Linked DNA regions of Gossypium hirsutum: regions 1 and 2 are each linked to region 3. Evidence: chromatin contacts called from public Hi-C data. All regions are on one chromosome and are shown on one strand. Each heading gives the region's core, a stretch centred on a gene start, on an enhancer-like site or on the middle of the called end of the contact. The rest is flanking DNA. Distances are from core to core; before and after follow the strand shown.

The links. Hi-C and Micro-C count contacts between places; a contact is called where the count stands out from the background.
Region 1: a contact with region 3 is called in a Hi-C map of leaf, with 3 times the contacts expected there. The contact joins the promoter of LOC107899298 here to the promoter of LOC107899320 in region 3. A contact is called at or near these places in 5 of 34 Hi-C or Micro-C datasets (all in leaf).
Region 2: a Hi-C map of leaf shows a contact between it and region 3, with 2.0 times the contacts expected there. The contact joins the promoter of LOC107899277 here to the promoter of LOC107899320 in region 3. A contact is called at or near these places in 6 of 34 Hi-C or Micro-C datasets (hypocotyl, leaf, petal and 1 more).

What each region holds. Positions count from the first base shown.
Region 1 is chrA11:62,122,516-62,126,826 of Gossypium_hirsutum_v2.1, forward strand. It overlaps LOC107899298 (ADP-ribosylation factor-like protein 8a), which reads right to left and starts at 3,011. Exons shown (of 6, transcript XM_016824975.2): 1 at 2,637-3,011; 2 at 1,793-1,874; 3 at 1,635-1,667; 4 at 1,361-1,482; 5 at 581-742; 6 at 241-501. The coding sequence starts at 2,674. The coding sequence ends at 384.
Region 2 is chrA11:62,107,594-62,111,790 of Gossypium_hirsutum_v2.1, forward strand. It overlaps LOC107899277 (pentatricopeptide repeat-containing protein At5g67570, chloroplastic-like), which reads right to left and starts at 1,567. Exons shown (of 10, transcript XM_016824949.2): 1 at 1,225-1,567; 2 at 949-1,222; 3 at 677-868; 4 at 406-487; 5 at 118-309; 6 at 1-40. The coding sequence starts at 1,522. It overlaps LOC107899286 (a long non-coding RNA gene), which reads left to right and starts at 1,641. Exons shown (of 4, transcript XR_005905090.1): 1 at 1,641-2,060; 2 at 2,235-2,351; 3 at 2,565-2,797; 4 at 2,879-3,352.
Region 3 is chrA11:62,335,718-62,340,077 of Gossypium_hirsutum_v2.1, forward strand. It overlaps LOC107899320, which reads left to right and starts at 1,490. Exons shown (of 6, transcript XM_041081836.1): 1 at 1,490-1,870; 2 at 2,273-2,420; 3 at 2,779-2,849; 4 at 2,956-3,159; 5 at 3,245-4,129; 6 at 4,280-4,360. The coding sequence starts at 1,604. The coding sequence ends at 3,274.

The sequences.
Region 1 (4,311 bases), core at 1,761-4,260, 210 kb before region 3:
AGTAAATAATGCAAGAATTAGCCCATTTTCATAAATATACTTAAAAATGGACCTTTATGAGTAACTTAGTCGGCATAAAATTAGATTGAATTTTGTGATGGTTAAATTTAAGGTTTAAAAATTAAGTCGATGAAATCAATAAGAAAATAAAATAAAATTCCAATTTTTTTTATTTACTTGCAAATCTTGCTAAAGTGACAAGAAAGTGAAAATCTTCTCTGTATACATCTTACCATTAAATCATCAAAACAGAAAGCGTTGACATAAATGATAAAAACCCAAACATCCACAAGATTACAGATGGGAAACTCGAATTATAAAACACAGATTCAGCAAAGATGATTTTTTTTTTTATTTGAATAAAAAAGAAAGAGTTGTTTTTTTCAGCTCTTAGATTTAGAATGCTTTACAAGCCAATCAATAACAGAATCAATGTTGGTTGAGTTCCTGCATGATATCATGTAGCAGCAAACTTCTCTGTCAGTAATCGACTTCAGCCCCCTGCATTTTTATGACAATGTGTTCAGTTCCATGTTGTTTTGTCCACTTAATTTAGTGAATTATGACAAATGTATCTTACATTTCTTCAGTCAATGCCTGTTTTGAAAGAGATTCAGGCTTGTCAATCTTGTTGCCTAGTACCAGAAGAGGGATGCCATTAAGTGAGGGCTTGCTCAGCAAATCATGAAGCTCACTTCTTGAGATGCTCAAGTTATCTGGATCAGCCGCATCCACCACATAACTACACCCAAATTCAGGTTACATGTAATTTCACTATAAACACAGTGTGAGACACGAGAGGATCCATAAAAATGAAATGCAACTACAATTTTTTTTATGGGATTTGGATTAGTTTCACTACATAAGAACTAAACAAAGAAGCTAGGATCCAAAAGGGAACAACATATGATCATACACAAAAAGTACAGCAGTTGAAACCGGCTGCAACTGATCCACTGATATAGGTCATAAGTAAAGTTTTCAATACCTGCCTTTCATTGATCTATTTGTAAGGCGCTACCGGAAGAGGCACAACTTTATCATAGTAGTAAGAAATCCTAACAAGAACCATTCTTTAGAGTTAGATTTTTTCTCCTTGCACTAATGCTCGTTGTTTTGCTAATAGATATAGAAACATGTAAATGCAGTTCATATAATTAAGATAGTATCCTGTTCAAGATTTGAGAAGGACAAGGGCAAGTTTTCAGACTATTCTTGAGGGTTTATTATTCTGGGTTATTTGCCTTTCTTGCATTAAAGGCAAACCTTTTCAGGCCCTAAAATTGTTAAAGCAATTTAGAAGGGAGTTACTGGAAATAACAAGTCTGTGAAAATAAAGAAGAAGCTTCTTAGTTCTTACACAATTGCAGAAACTGAACGGCAATATCGTTCCCACATACTGCGAAACCTAGGCTGACCTCCAAGATCCCATAACTTTATTGTAACATTTCCTTTAGTCACTTTCCTCATGTTGAATCCAACCTGAATGTAAGCCATTAGGCATTAATTACCTTACTTCTATGACAAAAAAAAAATAAAAGCTTTGGAAAGTAATATCATACCAATTCACATATTTAAAAAGAAGAAAAAATGTGATGATGAAAATACAGATCCTCTTAGACAAGATGACTCACCGTTGGGATCATATCTTCACTATATCCACCAGTCTGAGAAAAAACCAACAAGACAACTTAAGGTCAAGCCACAGAATAAAGCAAAACAATACTACATTGCTAGCAATGGACTCTTAGTACTGCGGTGACATTTACATTGAGTTTCTTAATTTACTTACTGCAACAACATTTACTAGTGAGGTTTTTCCAGCATTCTGAAGTCCTATCAAAGATAGCTCCATTTCCTGCTTGAAAAACAGGCTGCAAAACAAGAAGTAAGCCCTCATACCATGAAAGTTGAACTACAGAGGTCAACTTAAATAACAATCTAGAAGGATAAAGCTCACAAATTAGCAATTTAGCATTCATTTAAAGAATTCTCCAAACATGTATATCAATAAAAGTCACAGAAAACTGACTGAAAAGTATGTGAATTCCGTAAAAACAAAACTAATTTTCCACCAAGCACATGAAACCCAAAAAGCATTCATAACTTAAATTAGATCTCAAATAAGTGTGGAGCAGAAGAGAATTGAACCATCCACAAAGCTCTTCCTTGTCTTAGAAAATTTTCCTTCTTACACAGATTTCCTTATCTGCAGAGGCGATGGTATGGCAATCTACCCCCATTCTAATGTAGAAATTAAAAAATAAAATAAACCATTAACTCATTAAAATTACATTAAATATGTAGTCAACCATTATTGTTTTTTCTAAGAAGAAGAACAAACAATTGTCTTTTATTCATTTTGTTCATGAACCACACATCAATTTACTAATTTCGATATAACATTCTTAACAATAGAAGTAATTTTACTGTATTCTCAAACAAAAGATGAAAATTTTACTTCTTTTTAGCTTAAAAAGATGAAACCCAACTTTATATAAATCATAATTCTCAATCCAATCCAATACATCACCTAAAATTTAAAAAAGAAAAAGAAAAAAAAAAACAAAACAAAACAGCAGAAATTAATAAAAGAGTGACATTGCAACAAACCAAAAAAAAAAAAAAAAACCTACCTTCGAAGCCAATTGAGAAAAGCTTCCAATAAACCCATTAGAAAAGATCACAAGCAAAAAAAAGAAAAAAAGAAAAAAGAAGAAGCCTTCTTTCAGTAAATTTTCGAAGAGAAAAACAGGAAGAGGGAGCCAGAGATCTCACAAAGCCCCTGGCTTTTCCTTCCCTCCCTTCTAGCCTGCTGATTTTTATTTTTATTTTAAATTTATTTTCACTGAATTCCTTACTTCGAATTATTTCCTTTCCATAATAAATAAACAGCCAAATTGGACTCTCCAGATTACGGTGGGATTAGGAGTAGTTGAAAGAAAAAGAAATTCTTCATTTTTGAGGAAAATATCAGCCGTTGATAGTGAGTGATTGGGAAATTTATGGACGGTTTAGATTCTATTGGATCTTTTACATCTAATTTAAGTCAAACAGGCAAAAACAATATTTTCTTTAATTCGGATCAAATTGGGAGAAAAAGATTCCGTAAAACACTGTGAGAGTAGTTCGGAGGTAGAAATAGATTGAACAATCAACGGTCTCAATTTTGGCGAGTGGCAGTCACGAACGAATTTCATTGGTGTACAGTCCAGACGTTTTGTGGAGGTGATTGGAGAGTGGCATTCACGTCTAATTGAAGATGATCTAATAGAAGAAGTTGTACAGGAGAATTAAGGTGGCAGAGTTGTACTATTTTATTTCAACTAATTTTTAATGTAACTTGTATGTATATTTTATTTAAATTATATTTATGCGTTTAATTATTCTAACTTAATTAATTATAGTAAAATTGTTATCACACATGTGTACGTGTGTGAGATTTCGTACTTACAATACATATAAAAAATTAACATAATTAATTTTAGTATATTAATTAAATGATAGTTAAGATTATTAAAATTCCATTCAAGTAATAATTTTATTTCACATCAATAAAATTAATATAATAAATTTTTTTAGCTAATAATTTATATTATAATTATAACAATTTTTTCATATATTTAAGTACTAATTCTATTTTAAAATTAACATAATATTTTTTAATTAATAATTTTAAATTAAATTATAATAATTTTAAATGTATAACAATTATCACAATTTTGATTAAATTATAATTTCTTTTAAATGTATAATTATTACCATTTTTATTTTACTTTAATTTTTTATCTTAAAATGTGAATTTTGTAGTATGATGAAAAATGAAGGGTATTTTCATTCATTCCAAAGTTTTTTCAAACTCATATTTTTATATATATTATAAATAAATTAATATGTTAGTATAGATATATAATTGATAGAGGTAATAAAATATATATAACACAATTAAAATATAAATATTATATTAAAATAAAGTTTCGATTTAGTAGTAAGGCTAATGTTTTATTAATGTAAATAATACAGGTTCAAATCCAAACACATGGAATTTTTTTATTGATTTTTTTAAAAAAGTAAAAGACTATAATACCTTTGAATGATATAACTTATTTTAATTATGAAAAGATATTTTCATAAATTTTTTGATCGAGTTGGTGTCTGGCTAATTTGTAACATTAACTGGGGCTTAAATAGAAGTATAGATATTAAAACTCTATTTAATTAATGTGACAATTATTATTTTAAAATATATGATTAATTATTTTAATATAAAGTGTAATATAATACTTTATTAAAATTTATCTATTCTAATGT
Region 2 (4,197 bases), core at 317-2,816, 230 kb before region 3:
CACCCTTCCACTGATGCAGTGGGACACAAGCATTCAGAACCTGAAGCATTTTGCAAGAGAATTATTTTATGGACCAAAAGATGTCAGAGAATGCCAAAAGTAAAAATCCTCACATACAGCATTATATACAACCAGATCAGGTTCAAGCACTGGATCCCAGTTCTTGCGTCGCATATTTTTAATTCTTTTAGAAGGTTTCTGTCTCATGCACTCGATTATGTTCAGCAATTCCTTCAAAAGACCAGCTTGCCCCAATGTAACAGCAATACTGTGATATGCAGCTAAATCGGGATATATAAGGCAGTCTCCCTAAAAAAGTCAAGACTAGGTATTGAGCCAGCATATCATAATTAGGCAAAAGGATCACCCGCTGCATAAAATAAAATAGTGAAAGTGAATACTAACAAGCATCAGCTTGAAAATCTGAAGAGCTTCCTGGGGTCGCCTCGCCTTCCCAAGAACTGACAACAGTTTTGTGTAAACAAACCTACAAGAAGCTTCAATAAGTTCATATATTGTACAATCTTATGACCTCATATCCAACACCAAACTACCTAATTGTCTAATTACTTTACTTCCAACTAACATTGGTAAGCCGAAAAAGAAATAATCACAAATTTTAAATAAAAAAAATTTGCAAATTGATTGAAATGAATGCAAAGGGAAGAAGCATCACCTGCTTTTGAAATCTTTACGCTCCTTATTGCCATACAGCCATTGGACAATGGCCATTGCCTGCCTCCATTTCCCGTTCTTTCCAAGTCCTTCAACAATCCTAAGTAACTGCCACTCTGTAAATTGCAACCCTGATTGCTTCATTATCCTTACAAATTTCCAATGCCTTTCCGTTATCTCCCTCTCACTTAACCTGGAATTATAATGAAAAAAAAAAGTGAAAAATACAGGAAATTGATGATAAAAGAAAATGAAAGCACAAAAAACCGAAACCTGTCAACAAGGAATCGAATTGCTTCTTTCTCGTTACGCCAACGTTTTGAAGGGCCCAAGTCCTGCATTTGCTTTTCAGTGGGTAACAGACAATCATCGTCTTCCACGTCAACATCATCCTCCAGGACCCAACGGAGATCCTCTTCGAACATTTCTTTGAGTTCTTTAAGGTTCTGTCTCTTCAAGCTCTCCCCGTGGAACTCTTCGTCTTCTGAAACGAGGTCCCGGAGTTTGGGTCCCTCGATTCTCTCCCATGGTTTTCCCGCCAAGGAAGGACTCTGGCACTCCCTTTTGGGTTGAGAGCTTTCGAGAAGCGTCTGTACTCGCGTTTTAGGGTTAAAAAGTGAGACGCTTCAGCCAAAGACTGGAGTTCGGAAGCGGAGAGGGATGGGGTTTCAGGCTGGGGTTGTTTAGTTTTGCGGTTATGTTTGAGAATTTCCCTTTTCCTGAGAGTTCTAACAATTTTGGGAGTAGGGTAAACGCCTTTCCGGAGAAGCCTCCGTTTGATGTTTTCAGTGTTAGGTTCGAAGTGGGGAGGCGGGAGCTTAGGAGATGGGACTATTGAAGCGTCCATATTGCTTCCACCGGAGTTTGTACCATTATCCTTCTAACATTTCACCTACATGAAATATCTCAAAATTTTAAAATATAACTTTAGAGAAGCTGACAAAATAGTCACTCAAATTTTAATTCAATCACTCAAATTTCAATTCAGTCACTGAACTTTCAAAAAATAATAAAACGGTCACTACTAACCACTTTCCGTTATGTTGTAACGGTGCTATCATTTTCCGTTATTCACTTAACAGAAAAGCTATTTTCCATCCCTCTCTCATCCCCCTCCTTCTTCCCCACCATCCCTCCCCCTATCACAAGCACCTTTATTTTTTTGCAGACTTCCCCACCATTGCCCTCTCCCCTTCTCCTCTCTATTCCTTCTTCACCATCATTTCTCTAACCCTCAACAAAGTTTCCATGTCCAAAGGAATGAGCCATTTTGTCCTTGTCATCTAGTCAAATGCTCTGGCTTCTCTCATTCTTCTTCCAGCAGCTTTTTTCTTCACAAGGTTCTCATCTATCTATCAATTAAATCAATGGATGAGCAATTAATGGTATTATTTCTATTTTGGGACTTCTTTGCAAGAAAAAGCAGCCACCAATTACTTTATCTTTTTTGTGCAAAATTTTCTGTTTAAGCATTGCTGGATATGTAATTAAATCTAAAAATAGTTCAATAATTCCTTTATTGGTGAAAAAATTGGGTTATAAAACTGGGCTTTTTGCAGGATCACTTTGATGCAAAACTGTGTAATCATTGGTGTAAGATACAGCTCTCCAACCCTTGCTTCTGCTCTAGCCAACTTAATCCCAGCTTTCACTTTCTTGCTTGCTGTTATCTTCAGGTTCGTCTCTACTGCTATGCCATTTATTTTTGTAGTATAAGGCATAATTAGCTGTCTTTAATATTTGCTACTATGCCAATACTTTCTCCATGAATTCAACCGCATTTACACCGATCTCTTTCTACCATGTTAACAACATCTAACAATTGGCTCATTGGTGGCCTCTTCATCGCTACTGCCTCTTTGTCACTTTCAACAAAAATCATTGGTCAGGTAATTTAATATGCTATTTCATAATCCACGATGCTTGGCTACTTCAAATTGATACTTTCCCTACTAAATTTGAAGGCTGCAGTTCTGAAAGGGTATCCATTAGAGATAATGTTGGTTTCCTTCTATTGCCTCTTTGGGTCCATTCAATCTGCATTGGTTACTTTGATTTTGAAAGAGACCCAAACGCTTGGATGTTGAGTCTTGATATCGAGCTTATTTCTGTGATCTACTCAGTAAGCAAACTGCAACTCCCCATGTTAGCTTTGTCATTTAGGCAAATCGAAGCTTTGTAATTGAGACCAATTTCATTTCAGGCTTTATTTGGAAATGTGGTAACATTCAGCGTGCAAGCATGATGCATATGGCATAAAGGTTCGGTCTTTGTGGCCACACTCTTGCTGTCTTCTTGGGGTTCATTTTCCTTGGGAATAATGGTGAAGAAGGAATAGGGGGAAGAGAGGGAGAGGGCAATGGTGGGGAGGTCTGCAAAAAAATGAAGGGGTTTGTGATAGGGGATGGATGCTGCGGAAGAAGGAGGGGGATGGAAAATGGCCTTTCTGTTAAGTGAATAACGGAAAAGGATAGCACCATTACAGACATAACGAAAAACAGTTAGTATGACCGTTTTGTTATTTTTTGAAAGTTCAGTGACTGAATTGAAACTTGACTGTTTTGTCAGCTACCCTAAAGTTGAGTAACTGTTGGTGTAATTTACCCTTTTTTTTATCCTCTGCGTCTGCGTGTGCTCCAAATTTTACAAGTTTTAAATCCAATTTTTATTTACAATATTTATTTAATAAATTATAACGTATTTTTATGTAAATTTGAAAAAAAAATTAAAATTGTTTTAAAAATATTTAATTTTAAAATTTCTAATTTTTAAGAAATACTTTTATTTTTTAAAAATATGTAACCATTTTTAACTTATTTTCAAAATTTTAAACATACTTATTTAAAAAACTTGTATATAAGATGATTATATGTGCATAATCTATAATATTAGTTAAAAGTAACCTATACCTTTTAAAAATAAAGACCAAATAATTCATGAATTGATGGTACTGATTTAACTTAAAAATTAAGAAAAAAAAAGTATATTCTACTAGAATTTTTTAATTAAAAAAGGTATTTTAATTAAACATTAAAATTAAAATTTTAAAACAAAATTTAAAAGGTAGCATGTTAAATAATTGAATATAAGCAAATTGAAAAAAAAATTATTTATGAAATATAATTTATAAAACACCATTAAAAGTTATATAAAAAATAGGAAGGGCTTATGTTGTAATTTTACCTTTCATAAATTTTTTATTTATTTTCATACCACATGTCAAATTTTTATAATGTAAACACATTTGAAAGACCCCGTAACACTTATATAATATATTGGCATAAAAGATTAATTTATTTATAAAGGCTCGTTTCCAAGTATATTTATAGAAATGGGTTAATTTCTGAATTATTTACCGGAAAGGGTTGATTTTAGCAAAACGCGTCCATGTAGGAGCGTTTTTGTGACAACCCTAATTTGGCCCTAGTCGGAAAGTGGTTTCGGGATCACAAAACCAAGTCACAAAAATAATTAGATGTTATATTCTATGTTTATTTCATGTGAAAGTGCATGTGTAAAAAT
Region 3 (4,360 bases), core at 240-2,739:
CTTCTTATTCAAAGGTCGACGCAATTGTGGACACAAGAAGACTCTCAAGCGAGGAGCAACTATTGTGGTGAAGGAAATGTGATGCTCTTTTTAGGGCGATGATTGTTGTTGTTATTAAACAAACCATTAATAACTACATCCACTGTAGCGCTGCGCCGACCCAAGTTTGACCTCTACTATGTCGGAACATCTGCTCTCCACCTGAGAGTCCTCTTGTGTCCACCTCGGTGTCAGCTTTCGGATAAGAATGAAAGGTCAAAGATACTGGCTGCTTGAAAATAGAGAAAAAAATTATGTTGATTACACTAAAAGTTCCCAGAGTTTTTTCGTATGATTATGGTCTCAATCTTATGTATGGTATATATAGAGCATTGTTTGTGTGTATCCAAAAAGCTTGAACACCTGATTGCATAACGATTGTCACCTTGCCCCCCGGTTATACTCGAACCCTTGACCGCATCGAGGTCGTCGACTGGGACCTCCACTTAAACTTCGACCCCTGATCGTATCAAGCATTATTACTTCAAAACCAAATTTCTCCACGATGAGTTTTTGAGGTGATGGCCTTATCCAGCTATGACATATGTGTTCTGAGGCGCTTTATTACATCTCTAAACCCTTAAATCTACCTATAAACTTTCGTAGTTTTAACCCTAAACCATAAAACTTTTCAAAAAACCATAAACCTTAAAATATACACCAAGCCCTAACCCTAGCCTTAAAATATTAAAAATAATTAGAGTTTTTAGGAGAGAGAAAGGGAGAGTCAACTTTAAAACATTCTATTTCGCTAAATAAAAAACAGCCTAAAGAGCTAATTAAAAAAAAAAAAAAGCGGCTCTTACGCCTAATTTAGTCGACTTTGAAAGCTTAATATTTTTTTTATCTCTGAAAAGAAAGAGGGGAAAAGATCAAGCTTTACAATTACGTGTAATATGTAAATGTTGTTGGCAAAATCAGTACAATTTTTAATGATAAAATTGGGTTTTGATTGAATAACTAGCAGAATTGAAACCTAAAATTGATTTTTAACTCTCTCTATTTTTATTTTAAAAATTAATTTATTTTACTTTTAAAATTTAAAATCTAAGTCTTTTTGTTAATATTAAATTAAAAACCAATTTCACAATTTAGAATTTATATTTTTTAAACAGTTTTTTTTCTAAGCATAGAACCCACAAACCATCTTGTTATATTTGGATCTTAATTTTAGATAATATGACTTAAGTTTTAAGTTTATTAAGCAATATGAGAATAAATTATTATAAGAATTGAACTAAATAATTTAATTTAACTTTTAATTCAAATAAACTAAATAGCATTTTCAGAGTGGAATGTAACCAAAGTGGGCAACAAAATTAAATTCAAATGATTTGGTCATGGCAATTCGAAAGTAAAATTAGATCCATTGAAACATCTAACTTAAAGTCAAATGATTCTTATCATTAAAATTCTAAAAAATTTAGATTAATTCTTAGGCCCATTTTATAAAATATTTAAGCCAGGTTTGGCCTGCATGGATAGAACAAAGCAAGCCTAAAAGAGTCCCAATTATTTATCCCACAGGGTTTATATTCCAACGGTGATAATTGTGGGTTTAGCAATGGCAAGACCAACCCGTAGCGGCGGCGGCAGCAGCAGCGGCGAAGAAGACGGGGACGCCGAGTGGAAAGCTGCCATTCAATCTATAGCTGCAACCACTACCGCCACTTTCACTGCTAACGGTTCCAACAGCTCCACTGTAACAACACAAACAACAAGAAACAACCTCGTTTCAAATCCAACCCCAGATACAGATGATTATGTTGATAAATCTGATGAAATAAATCAGAGAAAGCAACCCCAGAAGCTTAAAAACTACCAACTCAAGGTTCCCAAATGTTTCTATCTTTGTTATTTTAGCATTAGCTTATCTGGGTAATTTTGCAAATAATTGGATTAATATCTACTTCAAAAAAATATGAACTCTTAGATTCCATGCCGAGTGTTGAATCATGCTTATTGGATTGATAGTTTCCATAAGACTCATTTTTTTCACCATAATTTGGCATCAATTTTGAGTGCACTGCCGGAAAGTTTAATTTTCTTCGAAGGAACTTTAATGGAGGTTATTTCAGATCAGTTCTACGACTTAAAAGGACTCAATTTTAGTAATTTTCAATTCATAATGTTTAAATCATATATATGTATGTATTCATTCAATTGCAATAGTATTCGGTTTGAACACTTGAGCTATTTTGTTTTGTTTGCTAACTCACAAAGTCATAAGCAGGCACAAAAGCTTTTGGATAACATGTTAGAGAAGCACTTAGTGATAGTGAAGGATGCCTGTAATGTCCCAGATGATGATAGCGTGGTAAATGAAAGTGGAGTTCGTTTATTTAAAAATTCTACTCCTGGGATAGTATTTGACCACTTAGGTGAGTACGTCTTTCCCTTATTTTCATCTCTTGCTGCAATTAGAGAAATGTTTTTACAGTCTGCATTGTTCAACCTTTTCTTGTCTCTTTTGCTACTACATTTGTCTCAAATGATTGGTTCTAGATTCAGAGTTTAGTGAATGGGAAAAAATGGCAGCCTATTTAGGTTACTAATGAAACTTTTCAAAGGGATTCTACCTATTGCTTTTGAATAAATTTGAACTGTTATTACAGGATACCAGATTGGTGTTGATATTGCAATGTGTTTGTGCATTTGCTCTTATCTTCTGAGCTAGCTCTCGGAAGGGTTATCTACGTTATGGTATTTGAGGTCTGAGAGTTATTTGTTTGCTGTCAGATGAAATTCAAGGACCCCAAAAGAAACCAAAACTTCTTCCCAGAAGAGGGATTGATGAGAACTCAAAAGAGGTCCGCTTGTTGTCTGGATCTCTTTTGTTTCTGTTAACTCTTTTTTCCCCCTTTTTACTTTGGATTATTCCTCTTAATTTATATTTGGCTACATGGTGGTATGCAGTTCAGACGACAACTATTGTCCATAGCTGTTGATGGAAAAGATATATTGGCTGCAGCAAGATATGCAAGCCAGAGATCGTTAGCTAGATTGGAAGCTAAAGAAGCAACAGCCAAAGAAAAAGCAAAGAGAGAGGAAGCCAGGATCGCGGAACTGAAAAGGATTAGGGGAGAGAGGTGGCTACCTTCAATGGCTAGAGAGATGCAGGTAAAGTCTCAAGTTTGAAAATCATGATCTTATACGCATTTTCAGTCATCTAATCTCTTTTTGCCTTTTTCTTTTTCTTGCTCAGTTAAGCAAAAGATCTGGGCAACAAGTATAGGCCAAACATTTGAAGCTGTTTAGATGGTTGTTTTTCCTTGATGAATGATGATCATAATTGATTCATGATCATGCATGGCAATGCCTCCCCTTCTTTATTTATTTATTTTTCTCTTGAGCTGATGCTAGATATCACTTTTCTTGTAAGTTGCATGTAACTTTTACATGCTCTGTAATAGTGTCTTTTTGTTTGGGTATAACCAAGGTATTTTCCTTGTCCATGAAGACTAATCCTTTTGGGATTTGTGATACCTCTCCCGACAATGCTGTAATGGTCTATTTTTAAATAGGAGGATTCAAGCCCCTCCTATTACAAAGCTTCAGATGATTTTGGCAATCAGCATGGTATAAAGTATCATTGAATTAATAATCAAATTAACATATGACTAATAGCAAATCATCATTACAAAATGTAGACTTTTGAGAGAATGATATTATTCATCCTGTATTATTACCAAGAAAATAAAGGGGGAAAAAACAAGAAATATGATCATCCTTAGCCAAGACATCGACTTTTAAGACAGGGTATGAATCACAAGAATGATGAAGCAAAAATCCCATACAAGAAGGGAAAAAAAGATCCAATTGGCTCGCCTTAATGTGGTTAACAATCCCAATTAATATAGGTTTTTTTTTCTTCTTTTCATTTTCTTGCTATTTAAAATCATGTATCTTGTAAGGAAATAGACTGTATGGAGCTCCATTGCTCTACTAACCATATGCTCCCAAATAGCAAAATGGTAGCGCAGGTGAAAATGGGAAGAAACGCGGAAGCTGCCGCCTTCTTTAACCTTTTCGTGAAAAAGCCATGGAAAATGACGGTAGTCTCCATCACTCCATCCCTTCGGCCTTTACGGTTTTTACCTACTAACCCTCTTTTTCTTCAGCTGCAAAACGACACTGTCGAAGTTTCATTTATAACTCCTTTTTTATCTAGCCGAGAGAGAGTTTCCCATCAATATAAAAGCCTCTCCTCTGTAACCCCTTGACAATTTCGTTTTAAAAGATGGCGGTGGTGCTGGCGGTGGTGATTGATGGCTTGGGATTGTTTGTTAGGACGCTGTGGGATCTGCAAGAGAGGCGATTC